Regions from separate parts of the Mus musculus genome. Here region 2 is linked to region 1. A link is a contact called in public Hi-C data. All regions are on one chromosome and are shown on one strand. Each heading gives the region's core, a stretch centred on a gene start, on an enhancer-like site or on the middle of the called end of the contact. The rest is flanking DNA. Distances are from core to core; before and after follow the strand shown. Region 1 overlaps Tnpo1 (transportin 1). Region 2 overlaps Ptcd2 (pentatricopeptide repeat domain 2).

Region 1 (5,026 bases), core at 1,090-3,589:
GTGCTCATCACTCTTGCAGAGGACACAAGTTTGCTTCCCAGGACCTACACAGTAATTCAAAACCATTCCATAGCCAGTTTAGGAAAATCTGATGACCTTTTCTGATCTTGAAAGCACCAAACACATACATGGGCACACACATATACACGAAGGCAAAACATTTCCACATATACAATTAAAAATTGATTAAATGTAGTATAAACAGCTGTTAATCACATGAGTGTAACATTTAAGAATAACTTTAGAAAGACAAAATCTTTCCTTAGAGAAAACAGATTTTTGTCATATTATTCCCAGAAAACCAGTAAAAGGTTAACAAGTATAAAATACAAAGGGAGCTTTAGGCTCTGCACTTTGAAGTTGTCCATTTCAGAAGCACTTTCCCAGAGTTAACCCATGCTATGAGCAGATAAACAGCAGTACCTCACAAGTGTTGTAGTCTTCGGAATCCAGCAGGCTACAGAGTTTTGGTAAGAGATCAGGCCAATTCTGCAGCTCTCCCTTGGAGGCTATGGTTGTAATTAAAATACCTAGAAAGACAACACACATTTAGAGCATAATGCACTGTGTGGGGCACATGCATAACACACACTTCAAACCCACCAAGAGACCCAGGCTGCTACCTCAGTCACCATCGCCTCAGTGTGGGGTGTGCATCACAGGCAGCACACAGCAGACACTTTTCATCTCATTGCACACCGTTTCCAATTTTTAAAACTTCACCAAACATCTGTACAAAAACCCTACAATTTGCTTTTCTATAATACCTACGATACATCCACTAATTAAAATTAACAAAAATTCATGAAAATCACCTAAAGAAAGACACCAAAATGCCTTCAGCCGCTCTACCACTGAATGACAAGCTTAAGAATCTGTAATAAAAGACCCATCGAAAGACTAAGGATAAGACAGGTGGTGGTTGGCACATACCTTTGATCCCAACAGAGAAAGGAAGATCTTTTGAGTTTGAGGCCAGCCTGGTCTAAAGAGCGAGGGCCAGGACAGCCAGGGCTACACAGAAGAACCATGGCTCAAAAAACCAAACCCAAACCAAACCAAACCAAAACTAAGAGTACCCTTCCAACTTGCACAGGAATTATAATCAAAGACTACAAGCAGGGAAAAAATAAGCAGATGTATGCCTCACTGGAGACCAATCCAGTGTGTCCACATGCTTTATAAGACCCTGTAGTGGTTTGAATAGGTTTGGCCTCCACAGATTCATGAGTTTGAATGCTTGGTCATAGGAAGTGGAACTGAGAGGAAGTGTACTACTATGAAGGCAGGACTTTGAGATCTTAAATGCTCAAGCTATGCTCTCTGAAACAGTCTCCTTGCTGCCTGCAAATCAAGATGTAGAGCTAGCTCTCAGCTCTTCTCTAGCACCACCTGCCTACTCGCTGCCTTGCTTTCAGCCACCGTGCTAACAGATGAAACCTCTGAAACCAGGACCCAGCCAAATTAAACATTTTCCTTATAAGAGTTGCCTGGCTCATGGTGTCTGCAGTAACGAAGACAGAACCCTATCTTAGGTAGACATGATGAACTGCTCCAACAGTCCCACCGGTGGCGCCTTCTAACTAAGCACCTCCTGACTGGACTAAACTGCGCTGTGCACATCTTTTCTAACTTAATAAGTATCCAGTGCATAAAACGTGGTGGCTATGGATCTTTTCATACACGAAGGTATATACTCTGACAGTAGGTAAATTATATATAATCTAAGCTGCAAAACGGAAAAATAATTTCTTCATAGGGTTACTCTGAAAAGTGAGGAATACTCACAAAAAATGCCTGGCATCTAAGAGACACCCAGTTATGACTGAGCAAGCCACAGAGTGAAGACACTTTAACGCTTTCCTTAACTCTCCCCTTTAGTTCTAACAAGACTGTCCTGAGCAATGAGCAAAACTGATGACAAAGGTGTAACTTTTCACACAGCACAGAGCCTAAAGCACACCTTTTATCCCAGGAGAGGCAGGCAGATCTCTGTGGGCTAGAGGCTATCTGACCTATACAGTGAGTCCAGGTCAGCCAGAACTACATAGTAGCTTTTATTTTTAGCATGTCTCAAACAAACAAACAATTCACTTAAAAAAAAAAAAAAAAAAGGAAATCAAGTAGAAACAATGACGACAACAAAATGCAAACCTTGTACCAAAAGCCTTCTGAAGCAAGCACTCTTACTACTGGCCTTTAGGCAAGAATCAATCTGGCATCAAGACCAGTCAGTCTCTCCTCAAGCTAAAATAAAAAAGAACACAGGATTGATTCTGTGCTTCCTAAAGCTGTAATCCATCCCAGACTTGGAAAGTGAAAGCAGAAGATCACGAGCTCAAGCCAAGTCAGGCTCAGAGGAGGCAGCTGGAATTCCAGCACTGGAGACAGAGGCAGGCACATGTCTGAGTGCTAGGCCAGCCTAATCTAGAGATCTTTCAGGACCACACAGAGAAACCCTGCCTCAAAAACTCCCAGTCAACCCACCAACCAAGAACAAAACCAAATAAAATTTGAGAAAAACCAAACGTACAAAAGAGAGACAATCTACAACTTGAATGGCATTGCCTTTGCTTGGGAAACATTAAAGAATGCTGAAAGATTGACAAACTCCAACTTCCATTAAGTCCATCTACTCCTGAAAATAGTAAGAAAAGTTGCAAAAAGGAAAAGTGATCATGAGAGCTGAGTGTAGAGCCATGTGCCTGTGACTCCCAACACACAAGAGATGGAAGCAGGAGTGATGATCAAGTGTGCAGCCAACCTGGACCACCTGAGACTTTATCTCACAAAACCAAACTAAACAAATATGAGAACTGTAATTGGGTGTGATATACTTAATACTTAACATCTTAAGAATTTAAAATATTTTGGCCAATAAGGTCAGTTCTATGAATTAATCTTATATAAACTTTTCTACTAGTATAATTAGAATAGTAGCATTATAAACAAGACATGTATTATTTGATGAGATAAGCAATTCATTTAGGTAATGGATTAGCTAGCACTCAACCATTTAAATGAAGCAGCTTCCAAATAAATTGACAGGATTTGTAACATCCCAGACCCAGAGAGGGGAAGAAAATACATCTGGGTACAGCGGGCACAGCCTGCAGCTACAGCTCAGGAGAATGAACAGAAACCAAGACTCAATCTCAAAATACATCTTAATATTTTAAAATCTTTTCTCATGTGAACTAAGATTAACTAATTTAAAAAACAATAATAAAAAAATCCCAGATTTCTTGGGAACTATCATCTTATAATATGCTTGTGTTTATTTCCCAGAAACAAACAAAAAACCCCCAAACTCGCACAATTCTAGGCGACTGCCCCTGTGAGTCCTTTCACCACAGACACTTGACTGTGCCTGCCCAAAACTCTTCTACTGTTCTACCGTCTCTACTCTGCATCAGGACAGGACAGTGGGGTAACGACCCAATTTTCAAGGTTTTTGTCCCTTGATAATTTTATAGCCTCGCTACTCTCACCCTTTCCTGCCTCTCTTTCTTCTCACCCCCTTCTCCACACTCATTCTTCCTCCTGTGGCCCATCTTTTGAAGCTGTATACTGGAGCTTAGTGTGGATCACCAGTGGTCGCACAAATGAAGACAATGACTATACCTCTCCAAGAATGTTTCAAAAGCCATAGGTCAGCAGGTAGTAGGACCCCACGAACCCCACGTCCACCTGTGACAGGCTGTTTCCAGGACAGGAGAACTCAATGGCCATGTCATGCCCAGAGGACAGCATCCTGAAGCCCTTCCCACTAGCTGCCTGTGCTCGTTCACTCTGCCTGCCTACCTTCTGGGACGTTCCCTGAATGCTCAGACAGGGTGGCAGACATGTCACATCTGGGCTGAGCACTGGACCACCTCTCAGCCTCAGCACCCACAGCAGTAAATGTTGTGAGCTCACACCAGAAGAGGGCACTGGATTCTGTTACAGATGCCTGTGAGCCACCATGTGGATGCTGGGAATTGAACTCTGGACCTTTGGAAAACCAGTCAGTGCTCTTAAGTGCTGAGCCATCTCTCCAGGCCAAATCTGCATATTCTTAAGCTTTTGTTTTTGTCTTGGAGTACCACTGCCCTTTCATTTTTAATTAACAACACAAAGCAAATAATTTAACTGGTCAATCTATTTAACTAGGTAGCTTTATGTAATTAGTATTTCAGACTTTTAAATTACCAGAAATTATTAGCCAGCTATAGTGGCTCATGCCTTGAAGCCCAGCACTTAGGGGAGCAGAAGCAAGGAGATCTCATTGAGTTTCTTGTCAGCCTGGGTTAAATAGTGAGTTCCTTAGTGAGGCCGACTGTCTCAGGACATTCAGACGTTCCCAAGCCCCAAGGGATACTTAATGTGCAGACTATGAAGAAATCCGATGTACTAAATGAATACGCTCACTTCCCACCCCAACCACTGCTTTAGCTGTTCTATCCACATCCAATCTGGGCTCGCAATTAGTATTTAACCATACTCTAGACATCACTTTGAAACACACTGCTCTTACATCTGAAGCTAGATTAGAAACTGTTGGCTATACTGAAAAATGTCAGTGACCTCTCACAGTCCGAATAGCAGAGTACATACTATAAACAAGACCTAAGAGGCTGGAGAGATGGCTCAGTGGTTAAGAGCACTGACTGCTCTTCCAGGCCCTGAGTTCAATTCCCAGCAACCACATGGTGACTCACAACCATCTGTAATGGAATCCAACGCCCTCTTCTGGTGTTTGTGAAGACAGCAACAGTGCACTCGTATACATAAAATAAATAAATCTTAAAAAAACAAAGCAAGACCTAAAAACAAAGAACTGTACAGACTTTATGAAATGATACCAAGAAATACAAATTCTAGCCATCAACAGTATTTCTATTTTGAAGTAAGAAAACAAAAGATAATAATTAATTCCAAGCTTGATAAGGCTCAGGGCAGTGTGTGGCTATCATGTCTAACTAAGGCCATGGGTTCAATTCCTAGAACCCTGCGGGGAACAATCCTGAAATAAACCAGCCCAAAG
Region 2 (5,079 bases), core at 62-2,561, 440 kb after region 1:
CTGGCCGTGCTGTCAAGACAGTTTTACAGTAACTGCTAATAAAGTAACAACAACAGAGCACGCAAAGGAGACAGGCACAGCAGACACGGTGATACACAGGTCCAACTATTTATGAGGGTAAATAGAAAACTGAGCCTTCCGTGGGTTTTTAATTGGCATTTTTGGCTTGCCAGTGACAATGGCAATAATCATTTTAAACTTAGCATACTTACCAGTTCTGAAGGCTAAATTTTAGTTTTGTTTACACGCTAAGAAAAGAAACACAACCCGAGTCTGCACAGGAACCTTTTATTTCTTATTCTGGAGAAAGCTGAACTCTACTGAACCTTGAATGGAAATGTGAAGTCATCCAAGCACACCCAGGCAGCATCGCCTCACAGATGGAATAACGATGGCGGAGACGAGGAAGGCCTCCGCCACTTCCAAAGATGGGAGATGAGGGTTTCAGGTCTCCCCACCAACTTGCGAGTCACCTCTGCCGTGAAAGGTCAGTCAAGACCAAGAGAAATCCCGTCTGTGGGTACCTCCTGAGCTCCACTCTACTGGGCTGCATTAGCAGCTCTGAGTCTTACTCTGGAGCCTGTGAAACGAGGGCAGCTGCCTTTCTGTGGGGCTCCCTTGGCTCGAGCTAGCTCTTCCCATTTCTCTGGTAGCATGTCACCACTCGGGGGACTTAGGACTTAGGGAGACCAAGCGTCAGCACAGGGCCACTGAAGTAAGTAAGATGCCCGGCCCGGAGCAGCCAGTAATCCACTGTAGCAGCAGCTGCTCCAGACCAGGGAAATGGAAAGCAGTTACTCGGTCAGCAGGGACCGGCTGAGAGGCTGTAAGGTCCGGTGGCTGACTGCCCTCTTCTTTAACAGCAACAAGTTGGATCTCTTGTCCCGGGGGACGTGGCAGAGCAGAGCATCCAAAGAATGAACGGTGATTTGACCGTTCACGTGCAGCTTCCCATAGACCTCATCGAATCTGGCTATGAGTGCAGGGCTGTCCTTCAGTTTTTCCCTCACTTTGGCCAGCTGGAAAAGAGTAATCATTACATCACAGTGAGGTCTTCCTATCCTCTTAGAAGCAGAAACAGACATGTAGAAATGTACAGCATATATATAAGGATAAACACCAGGGCACATAGGCATGAGACTGACTATGAGAGAGAGCCATATCATTTTACCTTCGAGAGGCAACTCAAAACAGCACACGTTTTACAATGAGACATAAGCGGGGAGGTCAGAGGCCAACAGCATCCATAAAATACAGTAAGGGCGGTGGGTGGGGCAGGTTATACAGGGAGTAAGGGCGGTGGGTGGGGCAGGTTATACAGGGAGTAAGGGCAATAGGTGGGACAGGTTACACAGAGAGCAAGGGCAGTGAGTGGGGTAGGTTATACAGGGCTTCACGCAGTGCACAGAATGGTGCTTGGGATTCACCTAAAAGCCACAGGGATGGCGAGGGTGACTGTCTGATGGAGACTTCACAAGCTGCACAGAGAATAAGCCCAGAGAACAAACGGTGACTGGGACTGGGAGAAGCACAGGAGATGCGGAGGTGACTGCACATGGGGCACACTGTGGGGTGACAGTGAAGGACTCCCTCTAAGGAGCTGAAGGAAGGGGATCAATGTCACCCTCCTAACTTGGGTCTTAGCAACGTGACGATGGACACTGAGAGGGAGTGTTATGGGGAGGAGAGGGAGATCCAAAATTGGATGAACGATCCATAATTCTATTCTGGAGGTGAAACATTGGGGTGGACATGCCAAGGAGGCCACTGACAGGTCTATTATATGGACCAGAGCTCTCAACAGCAGCCTCAGGTCCATCACTAACCCTGCAAAAATGGGTCAGCTCAAAATCTGAATGGCTGATAGTGTGCTAGTCGCTTTCTTCAGTTTGCTTCTATTTCCTCCCACCAAAGGAAGCAAGGGTTACCTGAGAGCGAGGAGCAAGGGAAAGGTATGGATACTTGAGAGAAAACTGAAAAGGTGTGAAGTCATTATTCAGAGGAGGGAAGGGACCTATAGAATAGTACAGGGAGAGAGCAACATGGGAGGGACCTGAGAAGTCCAAAAGCCACGCAAGAGAGACTGCTGTGTCTGGCCTCTTGCTGCACAGGTGGTCTCGGGACCGGAACACCAGGTGAGCACGTGAGCTTGCACTCGGTGTCACCTGCAGCGTTGGCACACTTACCACTTCCTCTGAGAATGTGTGTCTTCTTACAAATTTCGATAAATTTGTGTCAAGAGAGTCCTCTAAGATCTTTAACAGGCTTTCCAACATATTTGACTGGATGTGGATCAAGATCTGAATAAAAACCAGAGAAGACTGAGCTGGCATTTCAATGCTGAGGTACGCCTGAGCTGACAGGCACCCCTTTTAAATACTATTCCCTAATTCGTTAGCATATACATGTTTTTTAAGTGCTTTGCATGTACACTCATCAGCCAAAATGTACTTTAATATAGATAATGACATCGCCATAGTGGGACTAGAGAGGAAGCTCATATCAGAGGTGCTTCATACACCAGTCTTGAGTTTGATTCCTGAATTCCACAAAAGAAAACACACACACACACACACACACACACACACACACACACACACAAGAAAACAAAATAAATACCCCAACTTTAAACCCTGGCTGATGTCTCAGTGAAGCCTACTTACACTGTACCCATTAAAGACCCTTCAAAACTAGGCACCAAGTTTTCAAAATGACATTGCTAACGAATTCCTATCAGCCCGACACACACAGCACATGGAAAAGCAAGGCTCATTTCACCTGTAATTATCAGTACTCACTAGGACAATGTGAGACACAGGAGAAAAGGTTTTAAAAATGAGAATAACTGAGAATTCATCAACCAATGTTAATCACTGTTTATAATTTGATGTTATCTTCAAAATGTATTTTCTGTAAAATTGGATCTTTCCTTTGTCAGCTACTAAATAATGTGTAACACAAGAAATAATTGGAAAAAAACATCATATTGAATGAATGCATAGCAATTAATCATGGAAATAAACCATGTTGTTTTATATGACTGATGTGTACATTAAAATAAAAACCTGGCAATTTCTTGGACTTGATGAAATTATTAAAGCAAAAGGAATAACCGCTTTTGAAGCCGGGGTCCTTGTGAGAGGCAGTGTTACCCTTCCACCCTACACTAGCCATTTTGTTTCCCCCTTCTTCAGTCTTGCCTGTGTGCTGGGATATTTGCATCTTTACTGTCGTAACAGAACCGATGCTTCAGAAGGGGGGAAGCTCATTCACTCCAAGTGCTGGAGGTGCAGGCCATGGAGCTAGCCTGAGCTCGGCTCGGGAAGGTGCTGGAGGTGCAGGCCATGGAGCTAGTCTGAGCTCGGCTCGGGAAGGTGCTGGAGGTGCAGGCCATGGAGCTAGCCTGAGCTCGGCTCGGGAAGGTGCTGGAGTGCAGGCCATGGAGCTAGCCTGAGCTCGGCTCGGGAAGGTGCTGGAGGTGCAGGCCATGGAGCTAGCCTGAGCTCGGCTCGGGAAGGTGCTGGAGTGCAGGCCATGGAGCTAGCCTGAGCTCGGCTCGGGAAGGTGCTGGAGGTGCAGGCCATGGAGCTAGCCTGAGCTCGGCTCGGGAAGGTGCTGGAGGTTCAGGCCATGGAGCTAGCCTGAGCTCGGCTCGGGAAGGTGCTGGAGGTGCAGGCCATGGAGCTAGCCTGAGCTCGGCTCGGGAAGGTGTTCAAGCCCGTATAGGGCAGATGGTGGGGCCTGGCAAGGCTTCCTCCCTCCTGAGAGCACACCCCTGTGACCTCGGTGCCACCCTCTAAATATCTCACACATGTATATAATGACTCTTGGCCACGTCGAGCCTTCCATTCCCTTCTCCCCTACCACTCCCTCTGGAACCCTGCCTCTTCCCAACACGCCTTTCTACAAGTATGTGGCTTATATAATATGTCACTGGCTACACTTCCTCAAGAGAAGAGCCTCTGCCTCTTCCAAACACCATTAACTGCCAACCGCTCCTCACATAAGGAGGGAGCCTCATGTAGGCGCTGCCTCTTAGAGGTCTCCTACCTCATTCCCACCACAGTAAGGGTCAAGCCTCCAATAAACAGACTCCTGAGAGACAGAAGCAAACCTCAAGCCAAGCAGCTCATCGGGGGAGGGCTATTTTGGTCCCCAAGAACTTCACGGTATTAAAGGCCTAACCTGTCTTAGCACACACACGAGTGCAGTGGGCAGGCTAGCCACTTGTCAGCACCTCTGCAAGGTAAACTGTCTTCCAAATGAGTCTCTAAAGTCGTGTGCCAGCTTTCTGGAGAGATGATAGATATCCAAATGCAATCACAGAGTGCCCCACCCTGGCCTCGCGGCTTTCAGATGTATCTGCAGTGGGAACTCATCTGTGATGTCAAGTGGCATTGCTCAGAAGGCCTGTGGTTCTCTTGAGACTGACAGGGGAGTGAACATGCGTGTGTCCCGATGAGATCATAGGCTAAATTAATGCAGGATGTGGCAAGTACCAGCTGGGAAAATAAGGAACCAGGCCCTCTGGGTCATAGAGGCAGCAGATGCAAGTCAGATATAAAATTCTGTTGGGGGTGGGTGGGTTATGTAAGTTCAAACTCTAATTCAGGGATTAGAAGCAACATATTGTAATATAACACACCCATTTTTAAAACAGACCAAACAAAAGAGAGCCCCCATCTGTATTTGCTGATACTGACTGCGCTCTCTCTGGACAGCCTTTTGTCAGGCTAACAAACTGTTTACAGATTCCAAGGAGGTGACAACCTTGGGAAAGCTGAGGCCAGTTTGTCATTCAAAAGAGCAAGCCAAGCCTCCCCAGTGAATGTCAGCTGTCTCTTCCTTATCAACCCAGGAGGATGGTGAAGCAGGTTTATAATGCAACATGAGGAACTCAGATTGGACATCTGGAGTTTCCAAGTGGGATTTCTTAAAGATTAAGAGCGTTTTAATAAAGCTTCCCGAGAGTAGAGAATTCCTTGACTGCATTCACACAGAGGATAGATGGAAGTTTACATCAATTCAAGTTCCTTATGTGTGGTCCTTAACCACACATGCCGATGCTACTCCCATGCT

What was found. Hi-C and Micro-C count contacts between places; a contact is called where the count stands out from the background.
Region 2: a Hi-C map of muscle stem cells shows a contact between it and region 1, with 2.6 times the contacts expected there. The contact joins two enhancer-like sites. A contact is called at or near these places in 1 of 15 datasets of contacts at CTCF or cohesin (the NIH/3T3 cell line), 25 of 484 Hi-C or Micro-C datasets (the AML12 cell line, the C2C12 cell line, MC3T3-E1-derived osteoblasts and 17 more), 14 of 115 datasets of contacts at active chromatin or transcription factors (bone marrow-derived dendritic cells, cardiomyocytes, embryonic basal ganglia and 11 more) and 2 of 9 other capture datasets (embryonic stem cells and liver).

What each region holds. Positions count from the first base shown.
Region 1 is chr13:98,878,197-98,883,222 of GRCm38.p6, forward strand. It overlaps Tnpo1 (transportin 1), which reads right to left. Exons shown (of 24, transcript NM_178716.3): 5 at 424-530. Among named protein-coding and RNA genes, the nearest start is that of Gm52051, 44 kb to the right of the region's middle. Within about 2 kb of position 2,340, at least 25 of the 459 cell types and tissues checked have an H3K27ac peak or open chromatin away from gene starts, as enhancers often do. A contact at or near this core is called in muscle stem cells, where this site is marked.
Region 2 is chr13:99,319,375-99,324,453 of GRCm38.p6, forward strand. Ptcd2 (pentatricopeptide repeat domain 2) reads right to left here. Exons shown (of 10, transcript NM_026873.2): 9 at 2,187-2,300; 10 at 275-1,019. The coding sequence ends at 795. Among named protein-coding and RNA genes, the nearest start is that of Ptcd2, 23 kb to the right of the region's middle. Within about 2 kb of position 1,312, at least 10 of the 459 cell types and tissues checked have an H3K27ac peak or open chromatin away from gene starts, as enhancers often do. A contact at or near this core is called in muscle stem cells, where this site is marked.